Regions from separate parts of the Mus musculus genome. Here regions 1, 2, 4, 5, 6 and 7 are each linked to region 3. A link is a contact called in public promoter capture Hi-C data. All regions are on one chromosome and are shown on one strand. The core of a region is the stretch at or near the end of the contact, and the rest is flanking DNA. Distances in the headings are between cores, read along the strand shown.

Region 1 (3,286 bases), core at 717-3,216, 1.3 Mb after region 3:
AAAACAAGCTAATGACATCTTAAACATAAAGCAAAGATTCAAAGAATGGAAAGACTGATTGTCAAAAGAATACCAGAAACAAGTTTGGCAAAAGTCTACAGAAATTTGAGTATCCAGAGAATGGGTATGGTGCATACTCAGGCGTCTACAGCAAGAGACGGCGAGTCCACAATTTCATGATTTCAAGGGCAGCTTTTGAAAACATGTGAGAAGCTGTCTAGGACTATGATGGCTATCATATAGCTCAGTGGGGCAGATCTTGTCTAGCATCGCCAGGCTGTGAGCTCAGCCTCCAGCACCATAAAGAAAACAGCAACCAAACATGGCAGGTTGACAGCCAAAGCTTGTAAACTCAGTACTTGGTCAGAGTCAGGGGAACCTGAAACTCTTGGCAAACACAGAAGCAATTGCATTTCTCAGATTTGCTTCCCTAATCAGATCCAAGGTGATTTAGTTATTTTAGTTACACTCTAAAGCCCTTCAAAGCAGGCATTTGGCTGTGTACTTAAGAGCTGTTCTTCCAGAGGTGTGATTCCCAACATCACATTGGTTCACAACTGTTCCAGAAAATCTGATCGGTGGCACTAGGCATGCACACAGTTCATACACACAAGCAAAGCACGCATACACGTGAAATAAAAATAACACACAATAAAAACAACAAAACAAAACAAAAAAGACCCGACACTTGAGAGGCAGAGACCAGAAGGAGTTCCAGGCCAGCCTGGTCTACAGGGTCAACCACAGCTACATAAAAACCCTGTCTCAAAACAAACAAAAACCATACCGGATAACTGCTGTTAGCAGGGAGGGCAAAATGCAGGGGCGGTGTGGGTGGATGTAATTAAGCCATAGATTATTCATAGGGCTCAATTCCCATCAGGCCCAACCCCCACACATGTCTACAGAGGAAATCCCAGATGTCTTTCCTGACACCAGGTGAACAAAACACAAGTCATGAGGCTGTTCTTGTAAATCTCTGGCAAATCCCTTGTTCCCTTGAAATTATTAAACTTCATCTTAAAAATTGTATTTATTTTTATGTGTATGAGTGTTTGCGTACACATATGTCTATACACTGCTTACCTGGTGCTCAAGAAGGCCAGAAGAGAGCATTAGATCTCGTGTCGGGGCTGGGAATCAAACCTGAGCCTGTTCTCTTAACCGCTAACCCATTTCTCCAGCTCTTAATGCTCTAACTCTTAAACTCCCTTGATGGGAATCACAACTTGAAAGGAGAATTAAATAAGCTGCTTTGGACTTTACTTTTGTAAACAAAATTTTAGCTTTGAGGTTGCTTTGTAGTTAAATCTAAACCTCTGGCCAGTACCTCCTAAGAAGATGCGTCAAAAGTGAGTGTGCCAACTTTTGTGAGATGTGTTTATCCAAAGCACGCTGGGCAAGCACCCTACCAATGGACCTAAAAATGCGCAGGCCCCGTGAATTACTTTTAATAGTGCAGCACACAGAGCCCAAAGCCAGTTAACGGTGTTAAAGTCACTAGCTGTCCATGAATAAAAAGTGCTATGCATGCAAAGGTTGTAGGGTCCATTAACGTTAGGGTTCAGGCAGAGGATGTGCTGAGCCACGTGAACAGGCCTGCGGTCTCCTTCTCCAAGCACGGGCACAGAGCCCAGCAGAACGCAGGACCCGGAGGACGCAGCCCCAGGCTCGGGGTTCAGCGCTCTGCGTTCCACAGGCTCTGGGCTCTCGGGGATGTCCCCCGGGCGCGGCCACTCACCTCAGCAGCTCCAGGCAGTAGAGGTGGGAACCGGGGATGCCTGGCCCGCTGGCCGCCGCCACGCTGCGCCGGACCGCCGAGGGCCCCGGCAGGCGCCGCACACGTTCCCACGCATCCCGAGGCGGCTGGCGATGGAACAGGTTAGCCAAACCGAATGGCCTTGGGCCGCGGACAGAACCCAGCATGGAGGTCGCCATGACACCCGCTTCGGGTGCCCTCCGACCCTGAGGCCACGCCCCCCGGAAAGTGGCCACGCCCCCGGCAGATCTCTGCAACTCCGCAAAGGAAGGACGCCACTCAGACCAGAGCCAGGTGTCGCTATAATCCTGCACATTGGTGACTTGGTTGTCCTCTCCAGCGTCCACTCCCACAGAACCCCAGAACGCCAAAAGGGATGGGTGCCTGCTTTTTAAAGAAGCGACTGACGTTACATCCTGTCACCCCAGAGACCCCCATCCTCTCTTGATCCTCTTCAAGGGCGCTATTGACACTTGTAACCGCACTGCTGGAAGCTTGTTGTACCTGAATGCCCACTATTCACCCACACACATTCCCAGAGACCTCCCAGCATAGCCCTGAACAGGTACACTGATTAGCCACTCTACCTCCAAGAGAAAAACACAAAGATGCTTGAGAGATGCACCAGGTTATGCCTCCATTATCAACCACTAAGGATAAAGGGGAAGGAGAGGAAGGGGGAGAGAGACAGAGACAAAATTTAATTTCTTTCCTTTTGCTTTCTTTTCCTTTTCCTTTTCTTTTTGTTTGTTTTTTGTTTCTTTTGTTTTTCGAGACAGGGTTCCTCTGTGTAGCCCTGGCTGACCTGGAACTCACTTTGTAGACCAGGCTGGCCTCGAACTCAAAATCCGCATGCCTCTGCCTCCTGAGTGCTGGGATTAAAGGCGAGCGCCACCACGCCCGGCTCCTTTTTCTTTTTTAACAGTAACAATATATCATTTGCTGTTAGTTGTCTCTCACAACACTCTAAAAGCCCAAGAGCATGGAGTCATTTGTTTCCTGCTTTAACCCATTGACAGTCCCTCGATGTTGTAAAATCTGACTTGCCTCTGTCATCTGTAACGCCAGCACTAAGAAGGCTGAGACAGGAAGTGTTGAGTGTTCAAAGTCAGCCTACACTACACAGTGAGGTTGAAGCAAGACAAAAAGAGGAAGTTGTGAACCTGAGATAGAAAAGTAGCCTCTCAGCCAGGAATCAGGCCAAAGCCTTTTGCCTGTGGAGAATTTAGAATTCCAGTATAAGGCTAGAGAGATGGGTCAGTCAGTAAAATGGTAAGATAGTACCAGATGAGGTGAAGGAGCTCAGAAGACAAAAAGGAGGCTCAGAGGGGCAGGAGACAAAAGAGGGTAATGGGAGGCAAATGTTGAAATACATTATGTACATGCCATAATGTGCTAATTTAAATACTTAAATACAACAGTTTAAAATACAATAAAATGATACTATACTACAAATGATATGTTGTTACCAACTATTATTAATTGAATAGTCTATAGGTATAGTGGCATGCACATATAATGCCAGCA
Region 2 (3,296 bases), core at 220-2,719, 1.2 Mb after region 3:
CTTTATTTTTTTAAGGGTATTTATTTACTAGGCTACTTCATGCTGTACACCAGTTTCATTTGGGGGCAGGGGCGATTATAAAGAGCTTTCCAAATAAGCAACTTAATACCATTCACCTCCCAATGCTCTCATGACCCATAGTGATTAAAAATAGCCTGGGTTAATTCTGATTTAACCTGGGTCCTCCCACCCCTTAAGCTATAAAGGTACAAAGATAGGGGCTCAAAACTCATGCACCTTTAAGGAACGAAAAGGAAAAAGAATAAAAAAAAAACTGAATCGTCAAAATCACCCTAATCTGTTTGTTGTGGTCCTGGGGTTGTTTGTTTCAGACTCAAGCTGTAGCCAAGGCTGGCCTTGAACTCGCGGCAATGCTTCTGCCCTAGCCCGCGGGAGTGCTCAGAAAACCGGCATGAGCCAACACACTGGGTTATTTCACTTAGTCTTAAGACAACACATGCCTTAACGTTTCAACTGAACGTTCAACTCTAAATGGTTCTTTAACGAGTCTCTTAGGCAACATATTAAAACATAACAAAGAAGGCATTTACCAGTTTAATGTACTTGGGAGTCTGAATTACTGCTTAGGTGTATGTAACCTGAATACTAGTCATTTCCACTGCACACTCACACAACTTACTGCTTTAATATTCGAGGACTATACAAGGCTACTCGAGCAACTTGGGGAACCAGCTCTTGGCCTTTAATAACATTAAAAAAAAAAAAAAACTAGGCAAAAGATCATAAAACTTAAAAAAAAAAAACCCTTCAAGTAGCGTGTAAGCTACCGCTCCTATCTGAGCCAATTGTACGGTGCCATTTTCATATAAAGTCATAAAATAAACTGCTGGAGTCAGAGCGTGCCCCTGACGCCCAGACCCTGCAAAGTTTTCAGACCGCACGATCTGGGGACCCGAGTCCTGCTGCCCCACAACTTCGGGGGCGACGCGAGGTCCAGTCCCCAGCCGCCGTCTATGGTCCCGGCCCTGGCCCTCCGGGCGGCGTCCCGCGGACGGGCGCGGCGGGACCCAGGCGGTTCCAGCCCGAGCGCCGGCCCGGAGGGGAGCCGCCCGAGCGCCCCGTTTCCCACAGACCCCAACATGGCGTCGGCCGCCGCCGCCCGCGCCAACCCCTCCCCGCGCCACGGCTGGCCCGGGCCCGCGGGGATAGGCGCCCGCAAAGTTTCGCTTCTCCCTCCCCAGCCCGCCGCCGCCCGGTGCGTCCCGACCCCCATGGCACCTACCCGACCCCGCGCGGGCGGCGGCGCCGAGGGTGCGAGTCCTCCTAGTCGCCGACTCCGGGCGCGGACTCCGCCTGCTCCCCGACCCCAGCCTCGCAGGGTTGCGTGGGGCCCCGCGAGGCCGGCGCGATCCGGACGCGGCGGGCGCAGCCGCTCGCAGGTGACTTCACCGCCCCTCCAGTCGAACCCGACAACGGCCGCTCCGGCTGGCTTCCCTCCTGCGCGCGCACCGGCGCGCCCCCGCCCAAGCGCCAAACACGGGCACGAGCACACCCGCCCTGCCCTTTCTTCCCGGCTCCCTCGCCCCGCCCATCGCCTTGCCCCGCCCCTCCATCCCCACGCGACCGCACGGGGGGCGGGCTCTTCAGCGGAGGCCACACCCACTCGGGGGCCTCCCCCGGCGGGGTTGGGGAACGCGCGCCTCTGCAGAGGTGACGCGCGTCTGAGCCAGCTGAGGCTGGACTGGGTCGCCTGACCTGACTTTCCTGACTCGGGCTAGCCTTCGGAAAGGGCTCTTAAGCAGTCCGCGAAGTTCTCTGGAAGAATGGGCGGAAGCTGCCTCCACGCCTCCCGCCCTAAGGAACAGGAAAGGCTTTGCTTCTCGCCACCCAACCGCGTCTGCCAACCCCGCCCGGCTCGGCCATTCAGCCGAACACCTGCTGTCGCTTTCTCCCAAGCCAGGGGTCTGCGCTTACCGCACCCATGACCCGCAGGCTCCTGTGTAACCTTATGCCGAAGAACTCCGCTCTTTTCAAAACTTCCCCTCGGCCAACTGCTTCGCGTACCTAGAACTCGGTGCTACCATGACGCTGGGTTAGAAGAGCGTTTACTAGGCGCTGCGGAGAGATAGCAGAGGCATCTAGGCTGGCTGGCTGGGAAAAGCACACCGTTTAAACAGGAAAGGGGTAGAAATTGGGTTATTATTAAAGTTTTATTCAGGAATTTTCTTTTTAGCCTCCTGTTGAGCAGTTCTCAACCTGCGGATCACAGGAGTCGCCTAAGACCATCGGAGAACATATTTTGCATTATGATTCATAACAGCAAAATTACAGTTATGAAGTAGTAACAAATAATTATATGGTGGAGACCACCGCAATAGGAGGAGCTATATTAAAGCATTAAGAAGATTGAGAGCTGCCGGGCGGTGTTGGACACGCCTTTAATCCCAGCACTTGGGAGGCAGAGGCAGGCGGAATCCTGAGTTCAAGGCCAGCCTGGTCTACAGAGAAACTCTGTCTCGAAAAACAAGAAGAAGAAGAGGAAGAGGAAGAAGAATGTCTGTGAAACAAATACAGTTGTTTTAAATTAGTATCCAGAACAAAACTGGCAAAGGAGATCAGTTGTCGTAATAGGGATAGTTACAGGATTTCAATCGTATACACACACAATCTTTATGTGTGCTAGACTAAGCACACTCTAAAATCTTTTTAAATTTTAAGATTAGGAACTGCTGTGTTTCTAGTGTCATCAATAAAAATGTTGCTCTTCGAATGCCTTTAATCCCAGCACTCGGGAGGCAGAGGCAGGCAGATTTCTGAGTTTGAGGCCAGCCTGGTCTACAGAGAGTTCCAGGACACCCAGGGCTATACAGAGAAATCCTGTCTCAAAAAAAAAAAAACAAAAAAAACAAAAAAAAAAAAAAACAAAAAAAAGTTGCCCTCCCTACAACACACTTGTTTAACTTAAAGTACAAAGATGCAAGCCAGACTGTCTACACTCAAAATCTTGGCTTTGCCACAAACTATGATACCTGCGTCCTTGGACATACTTAGTTACCCTTAGTTCCTTCGTGTGTAAAACTAGAATAATAAGAGTACTTCAAAGAGTCATTAGATGAATCAATATTTGTAACATGCCAAGCACAAGCTAAGAATAATGAATGATGAAAATTATTAAACATACATGTACAATGTGTACACACATATGTCTATTACAGTTTACCTTGTTATTAAATATTAAATAAGACATGCCAAATAATGATATAAATCTATGGAGTAATAAGTTTTCTACCTGCAGTCTGTGTATTCTCTTCCCTTCCTGGGATGTGTGCGCCCCA
Region 3 (3,223 bases), core at 16-2,515:
ATCTGTGTCATTTGTTATGTTTTTTTTGATCCGTCAAGTTTAACCATGGCTATCTGAAACTGCTTCTTTCCTGCCGGCACATAAATTCCCCCGAAAAAGTGACTCTGAGATTTCTATATATGAATAAATTTTGAGGTCAATAGCTTTGGCTCTATTCTCCAACTAGCTCTTACCTTAATTACTCATTTATTTTATTCTATGTTCTGCCACCTGGCTGGTTACCTGGTCCTCAGTTTCTGTCTGGGGGGAATCTCCAGAGCCTGACTCTTTTCCTAGAATCACACACACACACACACACACACACACACACACACACACACACACACACAGTGTGTGTGTGTGTGTGATTAATCTGTGAAGACGCTGTTAAGTAATATTTATTTTGAATTTTGAATTCAAATTGTGAATCATTCATTAGGAACTTTGAATTCATAAGGAGACAGTTCTGTTATACTGGGTCTCAAGACTGAAAGACAGCAGGGTAGAGACACTGCTGAGTCATGGTCAAACTCAGCAGAAAACATATCAGTTTACCCGTTTTCTGTCCATATTTTTCTGTCTTCATACTTCACCTGCAGTGGTTGAGACTTTGAAAGTGTACAGTCTAGGTACTTGCTCTCATATATATTTGTTTTGTTTTAGGTGAGGTCTTGCTGAGTAACCCGGGATGCTGTCAGACTCACTACCTGAACGGCTCCAGCATGGATCCTTCCGCGTCAGCGTACTGAATGTTAGGACCATAGGCATGCGATATTTTTAAAGGGTATCTGACCTAACACCACTAATACGGTTTTATGTAGCTCCTTAGGTGGAGAAAGGGAAGCCACTTTCCTGAACTTGAAGATTCCATATCTACAGATTTGATCCCTCACAGATTTCTGAGGAGTGTATGTATGTACAGTCTTTCTTTGTTATTTCCAAAAATAATGCAGCATAACAACTATTTGTGTAGTGTTTCCCTTATATCCAGCATTAAAAGTAATCTAGGGATAATTTAAAGAATGCAGAAAATGTCTGTAGATTGTATTAAAATGTTGCACCATTTGACGTAACGATCCTCTGCCATCCCAGAACCCCTTTCTTCCAAATGGAAAATCTTTTTACTACGCAACCTATCTCTGAGCAATGGCTCCATTAGTACCTTAAAACTTCCTTCTTGTAACAGAACCCCGAATAACACCCTGCTCCGTCTCCCAACTTCTTGCTCTTTTTCCCATCGAGTCACGAAAAGTGTTTCTTGGAACCGGTCGCGCAAAAGGCTCAGTCCAGTGCGCAGAGGTTTTAACAGTGACTTCCCGGGCTGTGTGAGCGGCGCGTGCGCGGGTATCCTCAAGGGACCTGCGCAGAGTCTGGACATTACTCTCAGGCCAACGAGGTGGGCAGGCCTGCTGCTAGGTGACCGAGTCCTCTTTGGCGGTTTTAATTTCCCCAGCAACTTGCTCGCCTTCTGCTGTAGCTGAATCTGGCGCGTAAGATTCCTGGCGGCCCAGGCCCACACCAAGGTTTGTGCCCGGCCCAGCCAGAGTGAAGTTTGAAACGGAGACCTCTGCCGGAAGGAGCGGGTCGTTGGCAGGACAGCGGTTTGGCCTCCTTCCCCTCCGCCCTTGCACAGCCTGGGGCGGTGAGGAGGTAGGGGAGTGGACCTGTGCGATCTGACCTCTGGGGCACTTGAACTCAGCTACGTACATCCTACCCCTGGTATTTCTTTTCAGCGCTGGTGGCGATCAGAGCAATTAGCATGCGAGCCCTCGGGCTGTTCCTCCAGCTTCTGCCAGGATTGGAGGTAGATAAGTTGGGTTTATAGTGAGGTTTCAGGTTAACCTTGGTGAATATGAAGCATGCGCGGGAGCTGCAGTGGGAAAGATTTTTGTTTATCGTATGCACTAGAAAAAAAAAAAAATCTGTCATGGACTAGAATGCCAGAACACTTAAAACAGCATTCACTGCAAGTAGTATTCCCCAACCTGTTTTGTTTTGTTTTGTTTTTAAACTATGCCCCCTAGCGGTATAAATAGGAATAACCTTTTAAAACAGTATGGTTACCCTTCTCACAATTCCAAGAAATTGTGAACTCATTAATTTCATCTACTTGACAAATTTTTAAGGAACCTCACTAAATTTAAGGCATTCTGCTTCCGTGTGTGTATTCTGTAATAGAGGCCTGATTTTCACAGATTGGCTCCCTTCCACAAACCTACTTCCTTTTCCACAGCAAGCTTTTAGACCAGCTAATGTGGAAGGAGCTAATAGAACGATAGTGCCCAGCACATTATAAGTGTTAAGTAAATATTAGTCGTTATCATAATCACTGCGAACTATGTTTACAGTTTACCTCCTACACGTTTGTTTTTAGATTTTTTTTAACCCTTTCATATTCGAATCTTTGAGTCTGGGGTCGTGTAGCCCAAGCTGGTTTTATACTCTCACCTGTGTATAAAGGATGGCCTTGAGTTCCTGATGCTTATCCGCAACCCTAAGGATGCTGGAGCTGCAGATGTGTCCTGCCGCCGCGCCCATTTGATGTGGTGCTGAGGGTGGAACCCAGGGCTAGGCGGGCACTATACCAGCTGAGTTCCACCACCAGTCCTTTACTAATTTAATTCTCCAATGGAAACAGTTTTATACATGATCATTTCTAAGGTTGGAGGAAGCCATGTAGTAATCTGTACTGGGGAGTAAGAAGTCAGAGGGAGCTAACTGAGAGCTTGCCTCAGAAAACTAAAAGGGAGGAAGGAAGGAAGGAAGGAAGGAAGGAAGGAAGGGAGGGAGGGAGGGAGGGAGGGAGGGAAGTAAGGAGGGAGGGAGGGAGAGATGGGGGAGGGGAGGCAGGCTGAAGTCCTATTCCGTGCTTTTAATTCTTGTTTTGGAGAGGTAGAGATAGGTGGATCCCTTGAGTGCACTGGTCAGTTAACCTAACTTACTTCGCAAGTTCCAGGCCAGTGACACCATCTCAGAGAGAGAGAGAGAGAGAGAGAGAGAGAGAGAGAATGAAAACAAGTGTATAATATTCTCTGGCAGTCAATCACACTTGCAATTCCCTACCCATCTCAATGTCTCAATGTAAAAGGAAAGATGAGGCTTGGGCTACTTTCTTTCCTGTACCACATCTGTTTTGTTAACATCATGTTCTGTCCAACGTCCTTGGCCGCTTTAGGTTTACCCATCTCTCAGGCTCATCCTTGTTCTCCAGGCTTGTGAGGTGTTTTTATTTGTTTTGGTTTTG
Region 4 (3,424 bases), core at 146-2,645, 1.5 Mb after region 3:
GTGGAGGCTGGACTTGGTTTTGCTCATTAACTGAAGGTTTGGAAGCCTGCTCCAAAAACTGAACTATAAGCTGAACTGGTGCAGGATCTAGGATTTAAAAGAAATTAAATTCTTAAAGTTTTCGTTATAAAAACGCAAAAGGATTCGCGTATACTAAAGACTATGGTACTTGGGGGGCACGAAACATCTGGAGGTGTGGTCAGAGACAGCTGCAGATCGGCGTTTGCCAGCTTAATTAATAAGCAAGAGGGTCTGGGGACGATTCAAAACTGATTCATAACAAAGCATTTCACAGAGAAGAACTAAGCATTACAGGTTCCCAGTTCAAGATAAGACCAATGCCAATTGGAGGAAAGAAGTAGTGTTTTGACAGGGGTCTTTTATTGAACTGTCTCTAGCTTTGTTTCCCACCAGTAAAGTAGCGGCTAATGCCACTTTCTTCACTATAATGAAGGCTTCGCTAAGGACCGCAACCTATTTAAAGAGCTAAGCACGGAGGCTTGGCACCCTAGCCCCTAACAATGTGTCAATAGGAAAGCTCTAAAAGCACTGAGATACACTTGGTAAAACTGCCCCACCAATGATGCCAACTTTTCACAAAGTAGTCTCCTACAAGGCCAAATTCGGATGAGAACTGAGCAAACTAAAGGTAAAGACCTTACATTGTACCTTTACCAAAATGCCCGAAAGAGGAAAAGGGCCATGTTCCTTGCCCAACACGGGTATCCCTATACAACAGCCGAAGCAGCTGTTTTCGGGGGATTTATATTAATTCGGGGTTCAACAGTGAAATACACAATCCCCTGGCTGAATGAACCGAAGGCTACGGCCGGCTCTAGGCTCCGCAGAGCCGCTCTCCCCTCACGAAGTCACCCCCAGGGCCGTGCGACATCGGCGACCCGACCCCCGCACGGCGAGTGCGGGCGCCCTTCGCTGTGAGGACCGCGGCAGACCGAAAGCCTTTGTCTGAAACTTTCCGCAGACGCTCCGCGGCGACGTTCCCGGCTGAGGCACCGTCGAGCTGGGCCCAGCGGCGCCGGCCAGGCCTCAGGCAGCGGGGGACAGAAGGCAGCGGGCCGCAGACCACGCCCGCCCGCCCGCTCGCTCGCTCGCTCACCCGGACAGGCTTTGCGCAGATGCTTCTCCAACAGCGACTCCTCCAGCAGGAACTCGAACCAGCAAGTCTGCGGCGGGGTGCAGGGCCGGCTGGAGGTGGCCGCCTCCCGGTCCGCCGCCTCCGCGCTCATCCTGCCCCCGCCGCCGCTGCTCCCGCCGCCTCCGGGCTCCAACCTGACCCTCGCCCAGTCCCTTTATCCAGCGAAACCGCCCGGAACCTCTAGTCAGCTCGCACAGCCCAAGATGGCGTAGTAGTCGGCCAGAGTCCGGCCCCGGATCCGCAGCTAGCCACGCTCTCGACCAATCCCAGTTAGACTTCGGAGGAAAGGGGCGGGAACAGCAGACTGCTCCGCCCCTTAGCTGCCATGGAGTCTCCTGGCCCTTCAGAAGCTAGATTCTGGCGGGGCTCTCCAGATTCTCTGGACATTCCCAGAGAAAATGAAGCGAGTTCGATGTCTTCGTAAGAAAACCAAAGAGACCAAATCTAGTTGCTTTGTCTTGGGTGCTTTACCTTTTTGAGACTCCTTCCAGCCTAACTCCTCTCCCCGTTTCCCAAGGCTTATTACATAATTAAGATCCAACTTTCCTGGGGTTGGGGATTTAGCTCAGTGGTAAAGTGCTTGCCTAGCAAGCCCAAGGCCCTGGGTTCGGTCCTCAGCTCCGGAAAAAAGAAAAAAAAAAAAAAAAAACAAACTTTTCTGCGACTTCCCAAGACTAACTCTCGGAATAAGAAGCTAGTTAATTTTCCTCAGATCTCCAGTCTAGGCACAGTAAACCCTATTTTACGCGTTCCACCATTCTGAAAGGTCCTTAAGTATCATTATCAATAAAACTAAAAAGCATGGTGTAGTGGGGCATTCCTGTAAAACCCAGCACTTGGAGAGCAAAAGCCAAAGCCAGATTGGTCCTTCTAGAGAGTTCCTGTGATCAGCTGACTGGCCAGCTGATCCGGACAAAATACATCCAGAAGAAAGTTTGAAGAAAACTCCCAGACATCCTATACACACCTCATAGAAAATTTCAGATATGTGTTACTAAAGATGATTGTTTTCATAAAGGGACCCTGAGAAACAAAGAAAAAAATTCAGATTTAGTCAGTTTCTTTTAGATGCTTCTCCTGTTTTGTTTTGCTTTGTTTGAAACAGGGTTTCACTCTGTAGCCCAGAATGACCTGGAACTATGTAGCCCAGGCTAAACTTGAACTTGCATCCATTTTATTGAATCAACCACCCAAGTGCTGGATTATAGATTAAGCTCTTTGTGGGCTTTTTTGGGTGGTTATCTGTTGTTTTGTTTTCAGATTTCTTTTTTTTTTTTAAAGATTTATTTATTTATTATATGTAAGTACACCGTAGCTGTCTTCAGACACTTCAGAAGAGGGAGTCAGATCTTGTTACAGATGGTTGTAAGCCACCATGTGGTTGCTGGGATTTGAACTCTGGACCTTCAGAAGAGCAGTCGGGTGCTCTTACCCACTGAGCCATCTCACCAGCCCCTTTAGATTTCTTTTTAAAAGAATAAAATAAAACCATGTATAGAATATGTAAAACTATTCTATAAATATTCTGATGGATCTTATATCCTTTAGGACTAGCTGGGATAAACTGGGCAGTGGTGGCGCATGCCTTTAATCCCAGCACTTGGGAGGCAGAGGCAGGCAGATTTCTGAGTTTGAAGCCAGCCTGGTCTACAGAGTGAGGTCCAGGAAAGCCAGGACTATACAGAGAAACCCTATCTCGAAAACAAAACAAAACAGGAATAGCTGGGATAGCAAGCCTTTGATTGATCGAATCGAGGCTTTTATAAACCAGCAATAAATTTAAAGCTATTATAAAGTCATGTTAATGCTTTCAACTTCTTTGTATCACTTTGTAAAAAAGTATCTAGCTGAATGGAGAACTCAGCAATCTGAAGAAATGAAGTCAGTCAGTGTTCACTGATTGCCGTGTTAAGTTGGGGCTGAGTTTCTGAATTATTTTGTCTTTAAATGGCAACTCCCACCCTGGTCCTTTAAACTTTAAAGCATTCTACAGTGGCAGACAAGATTGGCAAAGAAAATGGCTGGACAGATACCTCCAAGTTAACGTTTTCAAGTTGCATAGAGGGAAGAATATAGTCCTCTGGCCAGCGGGAAGTCTGCCACTGCCAACTGAGCCTCGGGAGGAAAACTCATTAGAACCTCTCTCACTTCCAAGTAATAAGCTTGTGTGTGTGTCAAGATTTAAAGCACAAATTCTTTGGTGTATAGATCAGACACCAACTCATGGTGAGCTTTTAGGACTGGATCTCAGAATTTTCCTCAGTAGCC
Region 5 (3,395 bases), core at 211-2,710, 1.1 Mb after region 3:
CAGGCTCGACAGCAGCAAGGCCACGCAGAGAAACAGCTAGAGTTTGCCAGACATTACCTTTGTTTTACTATAACATTACATTTTAAGTAATGGTTGCACTCAACAATAGGCCGCCAAAAAAAAAAAAAAAAAAAAAAAAAAAAAAAAAAAAAAACCATCATCCTTCCAAAGGCTTCTGGTGAGCTGTTACCTACCATTTTTATATTGCGCACCGTTACATGTTGCTCCTCGGGAAATTTAAAACTATTTTGAACGAATTAAGTAAATGAAACTAACAAATCACCTGGCTCAGATGTCTGCCGAACTCAGAGTGCCGACTTCTTGGCTAATACAACTTTAGAAATGCAATGTGCTCGCTATGTTCATGAAGCGGTGCTGTGATCTAGGTCTGTGTTACAAACCGACTCCAGGGAGGCTGAGGTAGGAGAGACCTCAAGTTCTAAGGCTAGCCCAGGCTATATAGATATGACTGCCTGCTCAAACCATAAGAATTGAAAATACTGTGGGGGCTTGTTTTGTTTGTTTTGCTTTATTTTGTTTTGGGTTTTGCACCGTGGTTTATATTCTTTTTCAAAGTAGTGCTTCATATCCTGGTGAGACAGTCTTGCGATTCATAAATTGATAGGAATCACTATTTTATTGGTAATGAGAGAAAAACGGTCTAGGAGCTGCTTGTCAAAGGAAAACTAGAAGTGTGCGGGGAAGCTGGGAGGCTGGCCAGAGGTCCTGCAATTCCAGTCTCTCTACTGCAAATGCCTCTATCAATAAGAAAGTAGCCGGGGCCCCTCTCTCGCTTCTCTCCCTCCCTTTCTCCTCTCGACCGCACCCCCCCCCCCACCCCCCACTCTAGCTTTGAAGACTCAGCTCCAACACTTTTATGTCACAGAAAAGAGGGGCAGAATTCTTCAAAGCACAATGTTCGAATGTGCTTAAGCTTTTTCACTCCGATCCAAGCCAGCTTGAGTGCGGCATAAGTTTCCAATGCAGAGTCTACATAGAATCTTCCTGCCAAAATTAGCATCACCAGTAGTCGTGGCCGAGTGGTTAAGGCGATGGACTAGAAATCCATTGGGGTCTCCCCGCGCAGGTTCGAATCCTGCCGACTACGGAAGGGAATGTTTTTTGCCACCGAATGAATAATTTTGGATCTGCAGATTCCCCGATGAAACATACAGCCTGCCAAAGCGACCAGGGGTCGCCACGGGGTGGAAAGAGAGGCTGTTGGGGTGGAAAGAGAGACTGTTTGTGATCAGGCGCCGGAGCGGAGCGGGAGAGGTGAAGGGCAAAGCGGGCCCACAGGCTGCGTGGACGGCAAGGGAAGCGCTCCGGGCACGCAGGACCCACCGACAACATCCGCGGCGGCCGGCCTCAGCGGGTCCCCGGGCCTCGGGACCCCCTGCCACCGCGAGTGCGCGCCCGTCAGCGCCGCGGCAGCGCGCGCGCCCCCCGAGTCGCCCGGAGGTTTGCGCAGGCGCGGAAGGTTGTGGGGAACCCGCTCCCGGGCGCGTCGGTTTCTCGCGTTGCCGTGGAAACCACCGGCCAGCGAGGCTCGGGAGAGAAAGACGCGTCTGTTCAAGATGGCGAAGGACCTGGACGAACTTCTGGATGAAGTCGAGACCAAGTTCTGCAGACTCGACCCCTTGAGGCTGGACCTGGGTGAGCGGCCCAAAGGCGACGGCGGCGGCGGCTCGCACAGCGGCGACCGGAACGGAGCCCAGGAGAAAGAAACTCTCAGGTTAACGCAGGCGGGTGGACGGTTCTGCTACAGCCCTGCTCGGGGCGCCTAAGCCGGCCTCCGCCGCCGCGCGCCCCCGCGGCCTGGGCTACTGTCCTAGCCCTCGACGGCCCTCGGGTCACGGCTCAGACCCCGCCCCTGGGCGAGCCTGAGGGAGCTGAGACCCTACCTGACAGCCCTAACCTGACGTGGATCGGGGTGTCCCTCCCCTGAGACACGACAGGGCCACGCTGACCAGACCCACAGCGTTCTCATCGGCGAGGGGCCCTGACTGCAAATGTCGTGCCTCTCACGCCGTTACCAGGCAACCCTTAGGGAACCGGTAGGCCAGCTGTTAGAAGACCATTTTATTGTCTGATTTGTTTAAGCTCGAGGAGTTAGATGAGAGTATATTTAATTATTAAGAGTATCCATTGCAAATATCTGAATTAAATAAATTGCCCAGTTGCCTGCCATTCCCCGTGTCTCCAAAGTTAAGGGACCCAGCAAATGTCCTATTATATCCAGGTCGAAGTTTAAAGACACTTAAATCTTTGGGGATTTGAACAACAACAATAAAAAGCAGGCGTCGTTGCATTATCCTTTAAAGTGAGATCTTAGGCTCAGTAATAACTCCTGCTAGGACCTGCCGCTTGCCTAGACCATTGGGGGAAAGGCTGGTGTTTCTTCCATTAATGTATAAGGTATTACTTTGCAGTGTTTGCTTTGTGTTTGGCTTGGTTTTGTTCCTTTGTGGTTGGAGAGAATTTGTCAGGCCTTTTCATCTTGGAACCAACATAAAGAAGCTTAGACTGTCTCCACACTGAAAGGATGGCCATTTCTGTGGCTTCTCCCCAGCCATGTGATCTTTCCTGCCTGTGTCTGACTACCAGACTCCACCCACACCCTCCTCTCCCTGCCCCCACCTTAGCACATTTATAATGCCTAAAGTGAATCACAACTGTTATCACTTGTGTTAAACTTTTTATCAGGGACAATGATTAGAAGTTGTGCAAAAAACAACAGCAAATACCCTAAGCCAAGTTTTAAATACAGTTCCTTTCTGGTATGGAATGCCATCACTGAAGTTTTACACTAAGCCAAAGGAAATCATTTGTGAGTTTATGAACAGACCACCTGCTGGTTGCATGGCTTAACTTACCATCTCTAGATGATAGCTGTGATAATAATTGCTAATGTTTACTTCTCTCTGTGCTAAGTCCCCGATATGGGTTACCCCTATCGCCCAATGAGGTGAATGGTGTTCTCTCTTCATTCACCAAATCTAGGTGGCCTGATAGCGTTGGTCTAAGAATGAGTTTGAGGCTCAGCTGGGTAATTTAGTAAGACCAGGTTTCAACTAAATAATACTCATCATCATCTTCTTAGTAATTCATCTGTCTCAAGGCCAGCCTGGTCTACAGAGTAAGTTCCAGGATAGCCAAGGCTACACAGAGAAATCCTGTCTCAAAAAGTAAACCAAAAAAAAAATTCATCTGCTTCTTGAACTTCTTGAATTATATGAGAAAAGAGCCTAGACAGTCTGTCGTCAAAACCAAAGAAGAGTCTCATGGGAGCGTCTCTGTAGTTGGGGCCCAGTGGGACAGACACACCGTTAACCCCAGAGGCAGAGGCAGACTCAGCTCTGAGTGATAGGCCACCCAGGGTTGGAACTGAGAAA
Region 6 (3,161 bases), core at 396-2,895, 1.5 Mb before region 3:
AAGAGTGAGTGAGTTAACAATAACCAAAAGCAAGCACTGAGTTGCCACTTAAATATCGGACTGCATTCAACATTAAAGTTATTCTTGTCATTGATAGAGAAGGGAACTTTAATTTGAAAAGTTTGAACACAGGTGATATCAATACATCCCAATCTTTGGTCTCACAAACTATTTTCAAAAGACATTATAATTAAATGATTTCAGCTAATCAGTAACTTAGAACAAAACGCACAGCAGAAAGACCCAATTCCGCAAGCCTGTGTGTGCACTCCTTCCTTCATAGCTCAGTAAATGTTTGTTTGAGCAAGAGGCAGCTCCAGGCACAGTTTTGGAAGAACAGCCAGCTGAGATAATCATCACTTCACCCTCTTAGCCCCTGAGAACTCTATTAGAAAATAATTCCCAGAAAAATGCAACTTATAAGGACCATGAAAATAGAAACTGTGTTGGTGTCGCCTTTAAAACCATACAAGTTAAATCAGAGCTTGCTTATAAAAGTGCAGAAACATGTGTTCCAAATTACCTGATTTTGACTTCAGGATGACTTGAATGGTGTGTCCATCGTTGGTGACTTCACAGTCCCGGCACACCACATAATTTGGAGACAGGCGGACATCCAGCAGTGAGGGGTCATACCTGGCTTCTCTGGAGTTTAGGTTGATAGGTGACTGGTACTCCCCATTAGCATCAGGAAACACTAAGCCCCACTCAACACCTGAAGACAAAATGAGACTAGGTTGGATTTTTTTAAGGTTAATGACAGTAAAATATAACACAAAAATCTCATAATCCTTAACATTATAGCTGTGACTATCATCTGTATGTAGATGAAATATAAGAAATGTGTGTGGGTTTTTACATTCATTACGTGAGTGATCTGTTGTTAAATATCACACACAAAATCCTCTACTGTCTGTGCATACAGACGCTTTGATGTAGGGATCTAAGAAACTTATGCCATCTTGAAGTGACTAGAAAAAAGATACCTCAGAAATTTCTTCTGCTCATCAGTTCAATTATGTGCAGTACTGGGAAATTTCCTCAAAGCCCCACATGCTCAGAGACAACAGAAAACCTGTAACGCTAATGAGCGCCACTTGTTTAAAATGCAAATACAGTGTCCCATACATATTAGTTCTTTTGCTCTTTTCTCCGTGTATACAGGAAACATGGGCGGGCACTAATGACTATTCGAAGCCCTGGATCTGCGAAGACAGATTTAGAAAACTCTTTTTAAAGTCCCCAAGATCCAGCCTGCAATTCGGGACGGTTTTTCTGAAGTGCGTTTGGTTATACTTCCCAAGACTAGAAAGCAACTCGGTTGCACGTCTGCTCCAGGCTGGGAGATGTGGCTGCCTGGGTGCAGCAGGTGCGAACAGCACTCAGGCAGCCACGGAGGGGCAAGTGGGGGACCGCGTGGGGCGTAGCAGCCGCGACAGCGGCCCCACGAGCCTACCTTCCTCGTAACCCCACTCCACGCCCTCCTCCTCCTCCTCTTCCTCGTCTTCCTCCTTCTCGGGGAAGGCGACTGCATCCTCAATGAAGCTCAGGTCAGCCATGGGCAGCTCTGCGACACGGGTGCGGGAGCGGCAGGCGCGGGGCTGGGGACCGCACTGAGCGTGGCAGTCCCCGCGAGCGCGAGAGGCAGCGGTCCGGCGCAGGCTTGCGCGTTTTAAGGTCGGTGGGGGCGTGTCTGACTCGAGGACACGCCCCCCGCCCTACACTCCCACCTACACCCCCTCTCACCCCACAATCGGGACAGGCAAGCCTGCGAAAATCAAACTGGGGCTGCAGCAACACGGGAAGCCTGCTGCACCCAAGTCCTAATACCCTTTCAAAAGCCTGGAGACTCCAAAATCCGCCCTGTCTCCCGTGCTCCCCTTGCTCCAAACAATTTTCCCAATGGAGTTGCCTTGCTTTGGGAACGGGATTGAGACCGGGAACCCAACAAGACTCCCTGGTCGAATGGTTTATTGGCCATCGTTTACCGGTCAATTTTGTTGGGGTTTGGTTTTGTGAGACTGGGTCTCAAGGAGACCAGGTTGGCTTCAAACTCCTCCCAGTGGAGAAGCGGATGACCTTGAACTGCACAGGGCTCGCTCCACTTTGCAAACACTGGGCTTGCAAGAATGCACCACCACCATGGGGCCAAGCGTGGTGGTGGCAGCTTATCTGAGCGAGTTTTACTTTTTAATCCGTCCTTAAAACACAGGGAAAATGAATATGGATTTTATTTTTCCCAAAATAAGTCCAACAAACATTTCACGAAAAATAATTTAGCAACTAGACATAGGTATAGTTTGAGAAATTTTTACTAAATATATTTCAAAGACAATGAAATGGGGTGTTTGGTTCCACTTTCTAAGTCTGGGGTGCTGCTGCAGGCTCACCTTGCTGTGGACACCGCTCCCAAGCGCCTCGTGAAGTCGCGCAAATAATGAAATGCACACACATTACGAAACAAACAGGAACTTTCCCCGATCCAAAGAGGTCAAGTCGTTACCCCTGAAGCGTGTGTCCCAACCTCAGGCTAATGCTTCATCCTGGTGTTCCAGCCCTGTTCAGTAACCCCTAAGCTCCTTTCCTCCACGATAGCAGATATATTTGCATAGTAAGTTAGTACTCAGGCCTGCAGTATGCTTTGCCTTTTACATAGCCCATGCACACTCCACAGTGTCTGTGAGATTAATGGATGCATCGAGTTCCTCAAACAGGGCGGGGGTGATTGATTAGCTGGGAAATTTTAAGGTGCCGGGTTGCTATCCTTTACTGCCTGTTGGGGCCTTAACTTAAAAAATAAATATCGTATCACGTCTTCAGGAAGTGGATGGAGGCTAAGGAGAAAAACATCAGTTGACCTACTCCTCCACTGTCTGAAGAAAAACAAAAAACAAAAACAAACAAACAAACAAAAAACCTCCTGGACAGCTGCAGCACCCACATGGCCTGTGGGTTTCAGGGTGTGTGTGTATGTTGTTGTTTTTTTTTTTTTTTAATTAGGTACTTTCCTCATTTACATTTTCAATGCTATCCCAAAGGTCCCCCATACCCACCCCCCAATCCCCTACCCACCCACTCCCCCTTTTTGGCCCTGGCGTTCCCCTATACTGGGGCATATAAAGTTTGCAAGTCCAATGGGCCTCTCTTTCCAGTGATGGCCG
Region 7 (3,331 bases), core at 318-2,817, 1.4 Mb after region 3:
TAGGTTCTACATGTGAAAACATACCATACTTCCCATTCTGAATGTATAAAGGCTTGTAAGTACCTTGTTTTACTTTTTAATTTATTTTTGGTTTTTCAAGACAGGGTTTTGCTGCCTAGCCTTGGCTGTCCTGGAACTCACTCTATAGCAGAGGCTGGCCTCAAACTTAAGAGGTCCCTTGCTTCTGCCATCTGAGTTCTGATCTTAAAGGTGTGCACCACCACTGCCAGCTTGCTATCTTAGTTTTCGTTGATTCAATCATTCTAATTTTGCTTTTCCTATGGCTACTCTGTTCACGTAATACTTAGATATGCCCACAGTACATTTTTAATGACGTACGTACACTAACTTATGCGGTTGGACTTATGATACTTAAGACCAATCCCATGTAAACGACAGCCCTCGTTTTCAGTGTATCCTGGCCAAGTTCACCTACATAGGCCACCAGTTGGCACTTTTAGGACAGTGTCTCACATAATCTAGGCTGGTCTTGAAGTCACTATGGAGCGGGGCTGTAGGCCATCAGTTTTACTTCCACTCAGATAACACACCTCTGCTTTCTTGCCATAACGGGTTAGATCTCAAGCTGTACAAGACGACAGCTCCAGCAAAGGGAGGTAACTCCCCCCCCCCCCCCCAGTCTTGATAAGCAATTATGGGTTGGGTGAACGCTCCTTAGGCCTAGACAAGGCACTGGGTCTCCTCTGATCCTGTCTACGTGTAAAGCTGGGAAAGTAAGCTTTAGCCGGTGTGAAGGACCATGCGAAGACCCGGGAAGTGTGACGAGGGCCTTCCTGGGCTCTTAACCACAGCGTGGCACAAAAGGCCCACCGCGGCCGGAGGCCTCCAGGTGCATCTCGGGAAGGGCCGGGCCGCGCGGCCGCTGTCCTTGGCGCCCTCGCACCGGCTCACTCCGGACCAGGATGGCTAAGCGCGGGACCGCCGGCCTGCGGGAGCCCTTCCTGCGCTTCCGCGGCCTGGGGGTGGTCTTTGTTCCCCAAGCGGCGTCGCGCCACGGGACTGTGTGTGCCGTGTCACCCGCAAGCCCGGCCTGAGGGTGCGCAGGGCGCCGAGAGGTAGTCGGAGCCCGGGGCTTAGGAGCGGCGCGGGGCGGCCCGCCACGTCCCGGCAGCGCTCGCAGGCGGGAGGCGCTCCCGCGCAGGCAGTTCGCGCGGGCTCCGCAGGGCGCGCTGGCTGCCGGGCAGGGCCGGGGCGGGGCGCGGCGCGGCGCGGCGCGGCCCGGGCGCGCACGTGGTGCGGACCGTCCTGCTCTCCGGCCAGGTCCCCAGAGCCTCGGCGCTCGTGCGTGCGGACGGGGAGGGCGCCCGCTGGAGTCCCGAGAGGTGGTCAGCGCCCGGAACAGGCGTCTGAGGAGAAAGGCAGCGCGCGGCGCCAATATTTCCCGCGCGGGCTCTGGGAGGGAGCCGTAGGCAAGAGCGGAGTGGCCGCTCGGCGGCGCGCGGGGACAAGGCTCCCACGTACCTCGTCCGGCCGCGCTGAGGCACCTTCCTGTGCGCCGCCGCCCGCTCGTCGCCCGGCGGATGGCTCCGGCTCCGCACGTGGCGGGCGGCGCGCTCCGGCGTGTTTACATTCTGCGGCCGCTCCACGTTGTGCTGCCGTCCTCTCCTGCCATTGGCCGGCTCCTCCCGGAGGGGTGGGCCCTAGGCTCCCGCTCCCCGTGCCTCTGAGGAGACTTGGGGTTCCCCACCCCAGCCCTCCCAAGGCCTCTGCCAAAACGCGGAGCCGAACCGTAGCCTGACACTCCGAGATCTAAGAGCCACCGTGAGGGGGCCCGGCGCGAACTGGAAGGCGTGCGGGAGCCTGTGGTGGGCAACCAGCATGGGGGAGGAGCCTCTGAGCCGTGCAGCCGCGGCGCGCGCAGGTGAAGCGCCGAGAGGGGCGGAGGAGCACGGTCCAGGAGGGCAGCCGTACGGCCACTCGGCGCCCGCCCGCCCGCCAGCCCGTCCGCGCGCACTGAGGGCAGGGCGCGGCGCGCGCGGGCGAGCTGGGCGGGCGCGGGTGGGGGAGGGGAAGGCGCCGGCCGAGGTGTCAGTCTGCGGCGCATGCGTGCGGGGCGGTCCGGGCCCGGCCTATATATTGAGTTGGCGCCGGCGCCAGCTGAGCCGAGCTGTGGAGGGTCTGGCGGTGAGGAGGTATTGGGGACAGGGGCATGCGGGAGCTAAGGGAACCACGTCTGGCGGGAGCCATGGGAGAGGAAAAATGGGGGGCGGGGGTGGGACAAGAAGTAGGAGACTGGAATTCAGGGGTTCCCGAGGTTGGTCCCTGTCAGGATTCTTGTCAGGAGGCCAAGCAGAGGCAGGGGATGGAGTGTGTCCCCAAATGAGAGGCCACGGCAAAGCTTCTCTGGGAGCTTCTCTGTCCATCCTCACTTGGGGAAGGTCTCCCGCGCGAGAGGATTAAGGTGGGATCACTTCACGGAGAGATTCTTAAGCACGGTTTTCTCCTTTAATTCCCCCCCCCCTTTCCTTCTGCTCTTCTGGAATTGGGGTCCCGTCACCCCTGCAAGCGACACTGCCCGCCGGGTGGGGCTGGGAAGGAGGGAAAGGAGCCTGGAGGACGTGACACCAGAAGGTTCCCTCCACCCCCTGCTTCCCCGCCACAGCCGCTCTCCAAATTGGCGCGGAACCGGCTTCTCCACAGCCCGCTCTTGGAGGCTCGTCCAGGCGCCTGGCGGCCGAGGCCAGGACGTGCCTTTCCCACCCTGGTTGTCCTGGGGAGTGCATGAATGGCCCAGATGATCATCTAAGGGTGCTAGGGGACTTTGCAAATTCCTGAACGCACTCGCGTTCCCAGTGTACAGTTAAGGAAATGAAAGCATGAATGTAAAATTACTGAGATAGCGAGTGTATTTCAGAAAATAGTGCAGTGTTTTATTTTTAAAGGTTTAGGCCACCTTCTAGTAACGTTAGTTGGTAACTTCTGAATCAGTTTTAATTTGGAACTTGAAGATTATGGATGACTATGTTCTTGATTTTGTTTTTCTTCTCCCCTATTTAGAGGTTTCATAGTCCTTGAAGAGAATGTCAAGACGCAGGTAACAGTGTTAGTCTTGGAGACATGTTTCAAAATTAGCTGCTGCTTTTGAAATATATGACGTACTAATTAAGCTTCCTTTCTACAATTCATCACAGTAGCCGTTTACAAGCTAAGCAACATGCCCAGCCCAACCAGCCAGACTCTCCGCAAGAAACCCAGATAATTCAGGCCAAGAAGAGAAAAACAGCACAGGTGATTTAAGGAAAAAGAGGGAGAAAGGGAAAAATATTCCTTGCTGAAACCTTAGTTTACATGTTCTTTTCTATTCTTCAGG

The links. Promoter capture Hi-C pulls out the DNA fragments that hold promoters and counts their contacts.
Region 1: a contact with region 3 is called in a promoter capture Hi-C map of liver, with 4 times the contacts expected there. The contact joins the promoter of Ndufaf6 here to the promoter of 4930412C18Rik in region 3. A contact is called at or near these places in 5 of 39 promoter capture datasets (the 3T3-L1 cell line, cranial neural crest, frontonasal cranial neural crest and 1 more).
Region 2: a promoter capture Hi-C map of liver shows a contact between it and region 3, with 9 times the contacts expected there. The contact joins the promoter of Plekhf2 here to the promoter of 4930412C18Rik in region 3. A contact is called at or near these places in 4 of 39 promoter capture datasets (the 3T3-L1 cell line, cranial neural crest, liver and 1 more) and 1 of 115 datasets of contacts at active chromatin or transcription factors (astrocytes).
Region 4: a contact with region 3 is called in a promoter capture Hi-C map of liver, with 3 times the contacts expected there. The contact joins the promoter of Ints8 here to the promoter of 4930412C18Rik in region 3. A contact is called at or near these places in 2 of 39 promoter capture datasets (cranial neural crest and liver).
Region 5: a promoter capture Hi-C map of liver shows a contact between it and region 3, with 4 times the contacts expected there. The contact joins the promoter of 2610301B20Rik here to the promoter of 4930412C18Rik in region 3. A contact is called at or near these places in 7 of 39 promoter capture datasets (the 3T3-L1 cell line, the SN4741 cell line, cranial neural crest and 3 more), 2 of 484 Hi-C or Micro-C datasets (embryonic stem cells and uterus), 5 of 115 datasets of contacts at active chromatin or transcription factors (embryonic forebrain, embryonic stem cells, epiblast stem cells and 1 more) and 1 of 9 other capture datasets (embryonic stem cells).
Region 6: a contact with region 3 is called in a promoter capture Hi-C map of liver, with 2.5 times the contacts expected there. The contact joins the promoter of Car8 here to the promoter of 4930412C18Rik in region 3. A contact is called at or near these places in 2 of 39 promoter capture datasets (cranial neural crest and liver).
Region 7: a contact with region 3 is called in a promoter capture Hi-C map of liver, with 2.8 times the contacts expected there. The contact joins the promoter of A630034I12Rik here to the promoter of 4930412C18Rik in region 3. A contact is called at or near these places in 2 of 39 promoter capture datasets (cranial neural crest and liver).

The regions. Positions count from the first base shown.
Region 1 is chr4:11,074,239-11,077,524 of GRCm38.p6, forward strand. It overlaps Ndufaf6 (NADH:ubiquinone oxidoreductase complex assembly factor 6), which reads right to left and starts at 1,967. Exons shown (of 9, transcript NM_001085493.2): 1 at 1,742-1,967. The coding sequence starts at 1,938.
Region 2 is chr4:11,006,150-11,009,445 of GRCm38.p6, forward strand. Plekhf2 (pleckstrin homology domain containing, family F (with FYVE domain) member 2) reads right to left here and starts at 1,470. Exons shown (of 2, transcript NM_175175.4): 1 at 1,244-1,470.
Region 3 is chr4:9,769,320-9,772,542 of GRCm38.p6, forward strand. It overlaps 4930412C18Rik (RIKEN cDNA 4930412C18 gene), which reads left to right and starts at 1,266. Exons shown (of 4, transcript NR_030693.1): 1 at 1,266-1,375.
Region 4 is chr4:11,252,864-11,256,287 of GRCm38.p6, forward strand. Ints8 (integrator complex subunit 8) reads right to left here and starts at 1,396. Exons shown (of 27, transcript NM_001159595.1): 1 at 1,118-1,396; 2 at 1-87. The coding sequence starts at 1,247.
Region 5 is chr4:10,873,038-10,876,432 of GRCm38.p6, forward strand. It overlaps 2610301B20Rik (RIKEN cDNA 2610301B20 gene), which reads left to right and starts at 1,461. Exons shown (of 6, transcript NM_026005.3): 1 at 1,461-1,735. The coding sequence starts at 1,578. It overlaps n-TSaga9 (a tRNA gene), which reads left to right and starts at 1,027; the gene lies at 1,027-1,108.
Region 6 is chr4:8,237,396-8,240,556 of GRCm38.p6, forward strand. Car8 (carbonic anhydrase 8) reads right to left here and starts at 1,646. Exons shown (of 9, transcript NM_007592.3): 1 at 1,457-1,646; 2 at 524-715. The coding sequence starts at 1,559.
Region 7 is chr4:11,189,663-11,192,993 of GRCm38.p6, forward strand. A630034I12Rik (a long non-coding RNA gene) reads right to left here and starts at 1,568. Exons shown (of 3, transcript XR_001784240.1): 1 at 1,483-1,568. It overlaps Ccne2 (cyclin E2), which reads left to right and starts at 2,047. Exons shown (of 12, transcript NM_001282943.1): 1 at 2,047-2,153; 2 at 3,019-3,055; 3 at 3,153-3,249; 4 at 3,331. The coding sequence starts at 3,042.